2 separate regions of the Mus musculus genome follow, and region 1 is linked to region 2. A link is a contact called in public HiChIP or PLAC-seq data. All regions are on one chromosome and are shown on one strand. The core of a region is the stretch at or near the end of the contact, and the rest is flanking DNA. Distances in the headings are between cores, read along the strand shown. Region 1 has its middle 21 kb from the start of Vps45. Region 2 holds the start of Ciart (circadian associated repressor of transcription).

Region 1 (4,550 bases), core at 74-2,573, 200 kb after region 2:
ACTGGTGGTGCAGATGCAAAGGCTGAAGGCTCTTCCTTGGAGAACTATTGTTTCAAATGCCAGGATAAGAGGCCTCAGAACATCTTTTAAGGTATCAACTGAACAGGAAGGGCAAATGTGTAAAATGACCTTTACAAGGCAGAGACCTATCCAGAGATCAGCAACAGGGGAAGGCCTGCTGATTCTCAGCCCAGGGGATGCAGGCGGGCTTAAAGAGTGTCTTAAAATGAGTGTGAGGGGGGCTGGTGGGATGGCTCAGTGGGTGGGAGCGCCCGACTGCTCTTCCGAAGGTCCGGAGTTCGGATCCCAGCAACCACATGGTGGCTCACAGCCATCTGTGATGAGGTCTGATGCCCTCTTCTGGGGTGTCTGAAGACAGCTACAGTGTACTTGCATATAATAAATAAATGAATCTTTAAAAAAAAAAAATGAGTGTGAGGGTAGTGGGTGGGGAAACATAGCACTAACCAGTAGCTACAAGAGAAAATGGAGTTCTCCTATTAAAGGGTAAATGAAGATTACAGTTAAAGACAGCACTGAAGACATACCAAAGCAGAACCGTTTAGCATATAGAAAGTGGTATTTAAAACAAAACAAGGGGAAGATACCCAGAGGTCCACCTGCCACACAGCGAGGGGTGGGCACCACTATCATGAGCAAGTATGTGGTAGAGAGATGGGCGAGGAAGAGAAGCAGAATGGTTTGTGCACTGTGAAGAGGGGTGGAACAGGAGACAGGAGGGTGGTGAGGAACAGTAAGTGGACATGGTGATGTCCCAGCCTATACTGCTGTTGAGAGCCAGGTCTCCGTCTGTGGTCTTGCAACAGCAGGGGTCTGTGTTGGTATCAGTGTCCCATATTGCCACCAAATGCCATGGGGATATACCTGGTCTGGGCTCTCGTCTAGGGCCAGGTTGATGTCTGAGGGCTGCAAAAAGCCGGCCCCACCCCTTGCCCACTGCAGGACTCGGGAGAGCAGACACTGCACCTTGCCTGGGCAGCAGAGCTGGTCCTGATGGTGGTGGGGCACAGGCGAGCCCTGCAGTGGCTAGTGTGCTGGAGAGTAGCCTGCACTTCACCTGGTGGTGTGGGTGCAGGAGAACTCGTGGCTGACCAGCTGGTCTACCACCCAGATCCAGACCCAAGGCTACAAGCTGGCTTGCCCCATCTGCTAGAGTAAGTGATGGAGCTGGTCCTGCAGACCCAAAGCTGCTGGATCTCCATGACACAGGGCAACAACAGGATATCCTAGAGGAGTCCTGGTGAGGATCCAGTATTGATAGTGTTGTAGAAACCAGAGGCCTTGAACCAGACCAATGATGACTCATTGCAATGAATATTTGCAAGGAAAACTGTGTGGGCAAAAGGGTATACTGAGGGACACACTGTGACCCACTGCAGCTTCTACATTGAGATTTTTTTTTTTTCTTTTGGGGAGAAGTTGCAGGGACAGAAGACAGGTATGGAAGGAAGGGGAGATGAGTATGGGAGGCATCATGTGAAATTCAAAGACTCAATAAAAAGTTAAAAAAAACAAGCAAATAACAAAACAAGTCCAGCTGGATGACTCTGCAGGGAAAGGGGCTCTCTGCCAAGTCTGACCTCCTGACTCTGATCCCTGGAATCCTCCTGGTGGAAGGAGAAAACCAACTTCTAAAAGTTGCCCTCTGACCTCTACAAGCTTGCTGCAGCGTGGATATACCCCTTCAGCACAGAATAAGTGAGTGTAATAAAAATAGATAACTAAACGAAAGTGAAGCAAAGGCGGTGCAACAGTAGAAATGTTGCCAACTTGAAAGGTGGGAAAAAGTCAATAAAACAGACATGCACTCTAACAAACAGGGCAAAACCAAAGCCAAACCAACCACACAAAGAAAAAACCCAAGCAAGCCAGCAAGCAAGCACCCCACCAACATCTCTGAAAAAGAAAGGGTGGTGCAAGCCTTCTGATTTCAGTGCTGGGGGCAGGGGCAGGGGCAGGTCTGAGTCAGGGAGATGCTGAGTTTGAGGCCAACTTTGGATACAAACCTGACTCAGTCTCAAAAACAAAAATATCAAACAATAACAAAACAAAACAAACAAACAAACAAAAATCCCACTACTCAAACCCAGGGTGTGTGTGTGTGTGAGTGTGTGTGTGATTTTGTGTGTGTATATGAGTGTGTGTAATTTTGTGGGTGTGTGTGAGTGAGTGTGGTGTGTGAACAGGTGGGTACAGAGTCCAGGAGAGGGTGTTAATTTCATTGGAGCTGGAGTTACAGGCAATTTTGAGCCTCCAGGCGTGGGTGCTGGGAACTAAACTCGAATCCTTTGAAAGAATAGTAAATAACAGCTAATCTCCCTCTCCAGCCCCTATTTTAAACCTTTTAAAAGCAAAGGTCTCATACAGCTCACTATTTAGCTGTGGATGGCCTTGAGTCTCTGGTCCTCCTCCCTTTACCTTCCAAGTTCTATGACTATAGGAATGTGCCATGGAGCACAGCTAAATGTTTGCTGCTGCTGCTGCTACTATAACAATAATAACTAGTATTATTTATTAAAGCAAGGAGAATTGTTCCAGGTCTAAATGACTTTATGGATACATTATAGAAAACCTCTAAGAAAAAGATCTGTTTCTCTGGGACTGCAGCTCAGGTGGTAGAGTACTACTTTACATGCAGGGAGCCCTGGGTTGGGCCCTAGCACTGTATAGAACAGGGGTGGTGTCACAAACCTCCAACCCAGCACTTAGAGGGTGGAGGCAGGAGAGTGAGAGTTCAGATTAAATGTAGCCAGATGTTGTGCTGGAGGCTAGCTTGGGCTACATGAGACCCTATCCCAAAAAAGGAAAACAAGGGCTGGAGAGATAGCTCAGCAGTTAAGAGCACTGGCTGCTCTTCCTAGAGGTCCTGAGTTCAATTTCCAGCAACCACATGGTGGCTCACAACCATCTGTAATGGGGATCCGATGCCTTCTTTTGGTGTGTCTGAAGACAGAGACAGTGTACTCACATACGTGAAATAAGTAAATAAATCTGTTTTTAAAAAAGAAAAACAAAAAAGATAAATTCATTTGCTATGTATACATGTGTATAGCATAGAAAGCAATTAAACATTTGTATCTATTTAAGTTAAACTAACATTGAAAAGAAGGCATACAGGTATAGTATCAAAGAAAAGAAAACAAGTCAACTTCATTTATGAAGATTAATATTCTGCAATGGATAAAAGAACAACAGGCCCAAACTTATCTTTTGAACTATCACCAGCTCCCTAATATATCACAGCTATCAAGAAAAGTGCCGGGCACATGACAGGTGCACATATTTTTTTGAACTAATTGTTATTAATCAAGCAGGGTTAATCCCAGGTTATAAGTATAGTTGAAATTGGAGAATATGTTCACTGTAATGAGGGGAAAAAAAAAGAAAAAGAAAGAAAGAAAGAAACCAAGAATATATTGTAATGCAATTTTAAAAAGATGAAATTTAACTTCTGTCCCAATAAAAGTTACTGTAGCAGAATAAGGCCCTCTCCTCATCTCACTGAACCACTTATACAAAACTTTTCTTGTCAGGTATGGTAGTACATACTTTGGATCCCGACACGAGGAAGGCAGAGGCAGGTGGCTCTCCAGGAGTTTGAGGCCTGGCTGGTCTATATAGGAAGTTATTTCCAGGATAGCCAGGGATACATAGTGAGATCATCCTGTCTCAAAACACAACAACAACAACAACAACAACAACAACAACAACAACAACATCCCAAACAAACCAACCCAAAAAGCCCCAAACAAATCACAAAACAACAACAACCTCCTCCCACAAAACAATAACAAAAGCTTCCCTTTAAATTGTGTATGTATGTGTGCATGCACCCGCAAGTACCCACAGAGGCCAGAAGATGGTGCTGGATCCCCCTACAGCTAAAGCTACAGGCAGTTGTGACCTGCTTGAGGTGGGTTCTGGGAAAGAAACTCAGATGCTCTGGAATTATAGCATGTACTCCTAACCTCTGAGACACTTCTCCAGCCCTTCTTATTAAAAGCATTGTACTGACTAGTTTTGTGTCAACTTGACACAGCTGGAGTTACCACAGAGAAAGGAGCTTCAGTTGGGGAAATGCCTCCATGAGATCCAACTGTAAGGCATTTTCTCAATTAGTGATCAAGGGGGAGGTCCCCTTGTGGGTGGTGCCATCTCTGGACTGGCAGTCTTGGGTTCTATAAGAGAGCAGGCTGAGCAAGCCAGGAGAGGCAAGCCAGTAAAGAACATCCCTCCATGGCCTCTGCATCAGCTCCTGCTTCCTGACCTGCTTGAGTTCCAGTCCTGACTTCCTTTGGTGATGAACAGCAGCATGGAAGTATAAGCCGAATAAACCCTTTCCTCCCCAACTTGCTTCTTGGTCATGATGTTTGTGCAGGAATAGAGACCCTGAATAAGACAAGCATAAACGCTATATTTGATTTTGAGACATCAGAAGGCCAGGCAACAAGAGTGCCTGCTGTTATCGCTATTGGCCAGCAGTTCTGTGGAGGCTGCTCGAAGGAGACAAAGCAGAGACCATTTCAGTC
Region 2 (4,706 bases), core at 1,625-4,124:
ACTCTGTAACAGACAGTATGAGGCTACTAGAAACAGACAAGATAAAAAGAGCCCCATGGCTCTCATTATTTATACAGTGATTCCTGTTCGACTTCTTTAAATCAAACCCAGGACCTACTAAGTGGCAGAAAAGCAGTCTCATAAACCACACCACCAGCCAGAGAAATTGAAATGACTTTAATTTAATTTTCTTTTCTTTAATTTCTGTGTGAAAGGTCTCATTTCCCGTGTTTAGTTCTTTATGAGGCATGATCCTGTTAATCTTTCAGTCAGTCATTTTCATATCACTAGAAGCTTTAGTGGATTTAGCTGGGCATGATGATGCACACCTTTCATCTGAACACTCGGGAAGCTGAGGCACATGCATCTCTGAGTTTAAGGCTAGCCAGGTCTGCAGAACAAGTTGCAGGTCAGCCACTACACAGAGAAACCCTGTTTTCAAACAAACAGGAAAGGAAAGAAAAGAAAAGGAAAGGAAAGGAAAGGAAAGGAAAGGAAAGGAAGAAAGAAAGAGAGGGAGAAAGAAAGAGAAACTCACTATGTAAGGTTTAAAGTTATGTTGATAGAAGTCAAAAGATGGAGAGGGGGAGGGTTTTGGGGGGAGGTCAAGAAGAGAAAAATGGAGGCATCTTCTTGTGAGTCATTTGGCCAGATTAAAAGCCTTCTGTAAGCCAGGTATGGTGGTGCATGCCTTTGATCCCAGCACTCGGGAGGCAGAGGCAGGCGGACTTCTGAGTTAGAGGCCAGCCTGGTCTACAGAGTGAGTTCCAGGACAGCCAGGGCTACACAGAGAAACCCTGTCTCGAAAAAAACAGAAAAAAAAAAGCCTTCAGGAAGCAGACAGCTTTGACAGGAGGGCAGGGGTAAATTTCGTGAGATCTCAACAGAATAGAGCCAACATCGAGACGAAATCTAAAACTCACAGTAATGTGCCAAGTCAGACAGACAGCCCTTCCCTGGGAGGGAAAAGGGAAGGCACCTGGAAGGGAGACGTTCTCCAGACAGTCGGGGCCTGGGTCTTCTCCCAGTCTCTCCCTTGGTCTTTAGGGGCATACCTTGCTTATCTGGTGCCGGCTACCTCCTGAGGATGACTTCTGGGCAGCTATGTGAGGAAACCAAGTCTTTAACATCCCTTCCACCTGCAGCAAGGTTCCTAGATAACGTTCTCTGTGAAAAAAAGGATATTTTAAAAGTCAACTATGAAAAAAGAAACAGGGAGAACTGTACAGGCCTCCCTCAATAAGATACTGAGGAGGGAATGAAGGAAAGAGGGAGACTCACCCCATCTGAGGCTTCTGTAAAACACCCACTATGCGCTGGATCCGGTCCATGGCCACACTCTGTTGGAAGCTACTTAATCCTAGGGTGAAAGAGGGAGGGTGATTAGAGGGCGTGGGATGTACACAGCTCAGCTGTAGGTTCACTCCCAGCATTGAGGGAAACAGCAGAGGTGGGGACTGAGGTAAATGTAAAGGAAATACAGAGACAGATGGGGTTCAAATGAATTCACATGAAGAAATTAAGTTACAGATGCAAACAGAATAGCCCATGCCCCAAAGAGAAATGTAAGATTTCACTCAGAGAAGGGGGGCTACCCCCAGAAATATAATTAATTAATCAGATTATTACCTCTGTCAAAGCGACCCATCTTGAGTCCGTTCAGTAGGTCTGTGAGGGGCCGTATGAACCCTTGGAGTTCTTTACACTGTAGAAAAACAGCACAAGACTTTGAGACCAGCAGTGGTTTTTCTGCTGTGATGTAACTGGCAGGTCCTTGTCAACCAATTAGGTGTTTGCCACTGCACTATCTTTTCTGCTTTCTGTTACCTTTTGAGCAAAGAGCAGATCTCCCTCTGTAGTACATCCTTGGGTGTTCAGACTCGTCTCCTGTTCACCGTCTCTTGATCTCTTGACTTCAGATCCTTGCTGTTCCAGATGAGGTGCTGTATGTTGGTTACTAGAAACCCTGGGTCGATGTCTGCAGCGGATAGGGCCTGGACTGGGCCTGGAACCTCCTCTCTGACCCACAGTGTCTGGCCTGAGCTCATGGGTGCCCTTGCCCTCCCTCTCGTTATCAGAAGGGAAGCTAAAGTCACTGTTCACAGAGGACGTGGAAAATGATGGGGAGAGGGAGGAGGAGGAATAAGAAGAAACACTAGATGGAGAATCCATAGGTCCAGGAGCAGGAGAGGGGCTGAAGAGCAGCTCCCGTAGTACCAAAGATCAGAACCTGCAACTGAAAAGCAAAGCGAGGGAGTCTGAAATCAGAGTCAAAGAATTAGGAAAGGGACTGGGAGACTGGGGCATTCTAAACAGAGTAACATGGTTTTCGCTTTGTTTTATTGTTTTTCCGTTCTCAATAGAAACAAGAAAGAAAGGAAAAAAAAAAAAAACTTGCTCTTCCAGCCGCATTCAAAATCTAGACCGCCAGCCCACACAGAGCTCTTGACCCTACACAGCCTTTCTTCCCTTGGGTGAATAACCGACTTTACACCTTCCCCTCAGCCTGCAGTTCTGGGCTGTTCCCGGCCAGACCTCATAGGGAGCCTATCGACCTAAAAACGACACCCGCTAGAGGCTGCTCTGCGCACCAGAACCCACCTCAGGTCCCTAGAGTTCCGGCCCCATAGACACCCGGCTCCACCGCTTTCGCATCCTTCACCATCAGGTGCACTGCGCTGGTCAGTCTACGGTCGCGCCTGCCAGGTGATGCAATACCTCCCAACACCCCGATCTGCGGTCTTCCATGCCCACCCCATCCGGGTCGTCTTCCGGAGAGCGCTTGGCTCTCGTCCGCTTACCTGGGTCTGTCGGTTCAGCCCCGGTCGGTATGCAGCTTCTTCACTGTCTGTGCTGGTCTAGCCGACCCACCTCCGCCTCACTCTGTGGGTCCCGCCCCTTCCCCCTCCCAGACACGTGCGGTTCTGCACGTGCCTCCCCCTGCGTACACAGACCTTGTGCTCTCATTGGATAGCTTACCGGCAACACGTGACTCTAGATGCAGACGCTCACAGCCCATTTGCTACGGCACGCGGGGGCTCGGCCAATAGAGAGGCAGCCAAGTGGTGATTGGCTGGAAGGGAAGCAGTCCATGCTCCGCCCGTACATGCGGCTCCTCGGGTGATAAAAAAGGAGGATGGAAAAAAGTGAAAATTAAGGAAGGGGCGGAAAAGGGTGGAGCTCATAGCCTTAAATAGGACAGCACTGCGCGGGAGACGCACGGCTGGAGTGTACAGAGCGGGGCCGAGCCACGGAGGTGGCGCCTCGGGACGTGGGCCCCTCTGAGCGCCTCCGCGCACGGGCGCAGCACGTGGGAGCCCTCAGCAACTCGTGTCCGCAACGTGTGTGACAACGGACGTGTGACGCCGGGCATCCGTTCCCTTGTCGGCGGCTCGCCCTCGTGACTCCCCACTCTTTCATCCTCCCCTCCTCGCCACCAAGTTGGGTGCCTCCTGCCCTGCTGGGCGAGGAGGGTGGGGACTGCGGCTGGAACACCGCGTCCTCTCCGGGGCTCCCGCCGCGCAGCTTCTCCAGCCGGTTCTTACATAACTTGCCACGCACGTTCCCAGCTCGGATGCCAGCCCGCCAAGATTCTAGAGGTCATAGCCGAACTTGTCCCTGACTTTTCTGCCCCGGGCCCTTCGGACCCTTCACTCAGAATTCTCTGATTCTCAGTACTGGGAACAGAGCAGAGTAGATCTTTGCTCCTCAAGCTTATGGCTTTATCTGGCTTCAGTTTATTTGTTCCTGGGAGAAAACTGGGGAAACGTTGAGGAAGGAAAAAAGCGAGTCAAGAGTTTAGAGAGTCACCAACAGACCTTAGCATCCCTTGCACCAAGTCACTGTAAAAGGAAACGATGGCGAGGAGGACCCTGTCGACTGAAGCAGAGGAGTCGCAAGGGGGCACTCTAGTTCTGATTAGGGTCGAGAGAACAGACACTACCACCCCCCCACCCCCCCAGTCTTACTAAAAGAAAAGTTGGACAGGGATCTAAGTCATGGTTTGGAGAACGTGTGGTTATTTTAAATATGTTCTAATGCTTTTTTACTTATATTTAGCAATGTGGTTATTTTAGAAAAAGGAAAAGGATTTCTAAATTAAACCTCAGCACTGTTTCCCCAAACACAATTTCAAGACAATATCAAATAAAATATAAGTAATCTAGATGTGGTGGCTCATGCCTTCTGTAATCCTGAGGGATGGATGCAAGGAGATCAGTTCAAGACCAACCCGAGCCACATGGGACCCTCAGGAAAAGAAAAGAAACAAAAATAGAGTTAGAATTACAGTCTCAGAATGAACCTGTTATCTGTGATAGTCTCTGTTCTACTCTAAACTATGTATAGGGTATAATTCCTTCTAATTAGTTGATATCTAATTCCTTCCCCACCCCACCCCCCAAGACAGGGTTTCTCCGTGTAGCTCTGGCTGCCCTGGAATTCACTTTGTAGACCAGGCTTGCCCTCAAACTCAAAGATCTGCCTGCTTCTGGTTCCCTGCCTTGTAATTCTCTTTCTAATCTGCCCTTCATGCCGCTAAATCTTGGTGTACGTGTCAGTGTTGACTTTAGAACAGACTCTCATTAAGAAGTAGGCAAAATTAATTTTTTAATTTTTTTCTTAAAAGAATTATTTATTGTATATATATATATATGTGTACACTGTAGCTGTCTTCAGACACTCCAGAAGAGGGCATGAGATCCCAT

What was found. HiChIP or PLAC-seq counts read pairs in DNA pulled down with a chosen protein or histone mark.
Region 1: a contact with region 2 is called in an HNF4G HiChIP or PLAC-seq map of pancreatic cancer cells. The contact joins the enhancer-like site here to the promoter of Ciart in region 2. A contact is called at or near these places in 3 of 39 promoter capture datasets (cranial neural crest, neural stem cells and pre-B cells), 1 of 15 datasets of contacts at CTCF or cohesin (CD8 T cells), 8 of 115 datasets of contacts at active chromatin or transcription factors (the HPC-7 cell line, acute myeloid leukemia, bone marrow-derived macrophages and 3 more) and 2 of 9 other capture datasets (adipose tissue and pancreatic islet).

What each region holds. Positions count from the first base shown.
Region 1 is chr3:96,077,323-96,081,872 of GRCm38.p6, forward strand. No RefSeq gene overlaps it. Among named protein-coding and RNA genes, the nearest start is that of Vps45, 21 kb to the left of the region's middle. Within about 2 kb of position 1,324, at least 16 of the 459 cell types and tissues checked have an H3K27ac peak or open chromatin away from gene starts, as enhancers often do. A contact at or near this core is called in pancreatic cancer cells, where this site is marked.
Region 2 is chr3:95,879,354-95,884,059 of GRCm38.p6, forward strand. Ciart (circadian associated repressor of transcription) reads right to left here and starts at 2,875. Exons shown (of 6, transcript NM_001033302.2): 1 at 2,802-2,875; 2 at 1,828-2,236; 3 at 1,630-1,705; 4 at 1,282-1,360; 5 at 1,056-1,167. The coding sequence starts at 2,172. All of the region lies in intron 1 of C920021L13Rik (RIKEN cDNA C920021L13 gene), which reads left to right. It overlaps BC028528 (cDNA sequence BC028528), which reads right to left. Exons shown (of 6, transcript NM_153513.4): 6 at 4,592-4,706.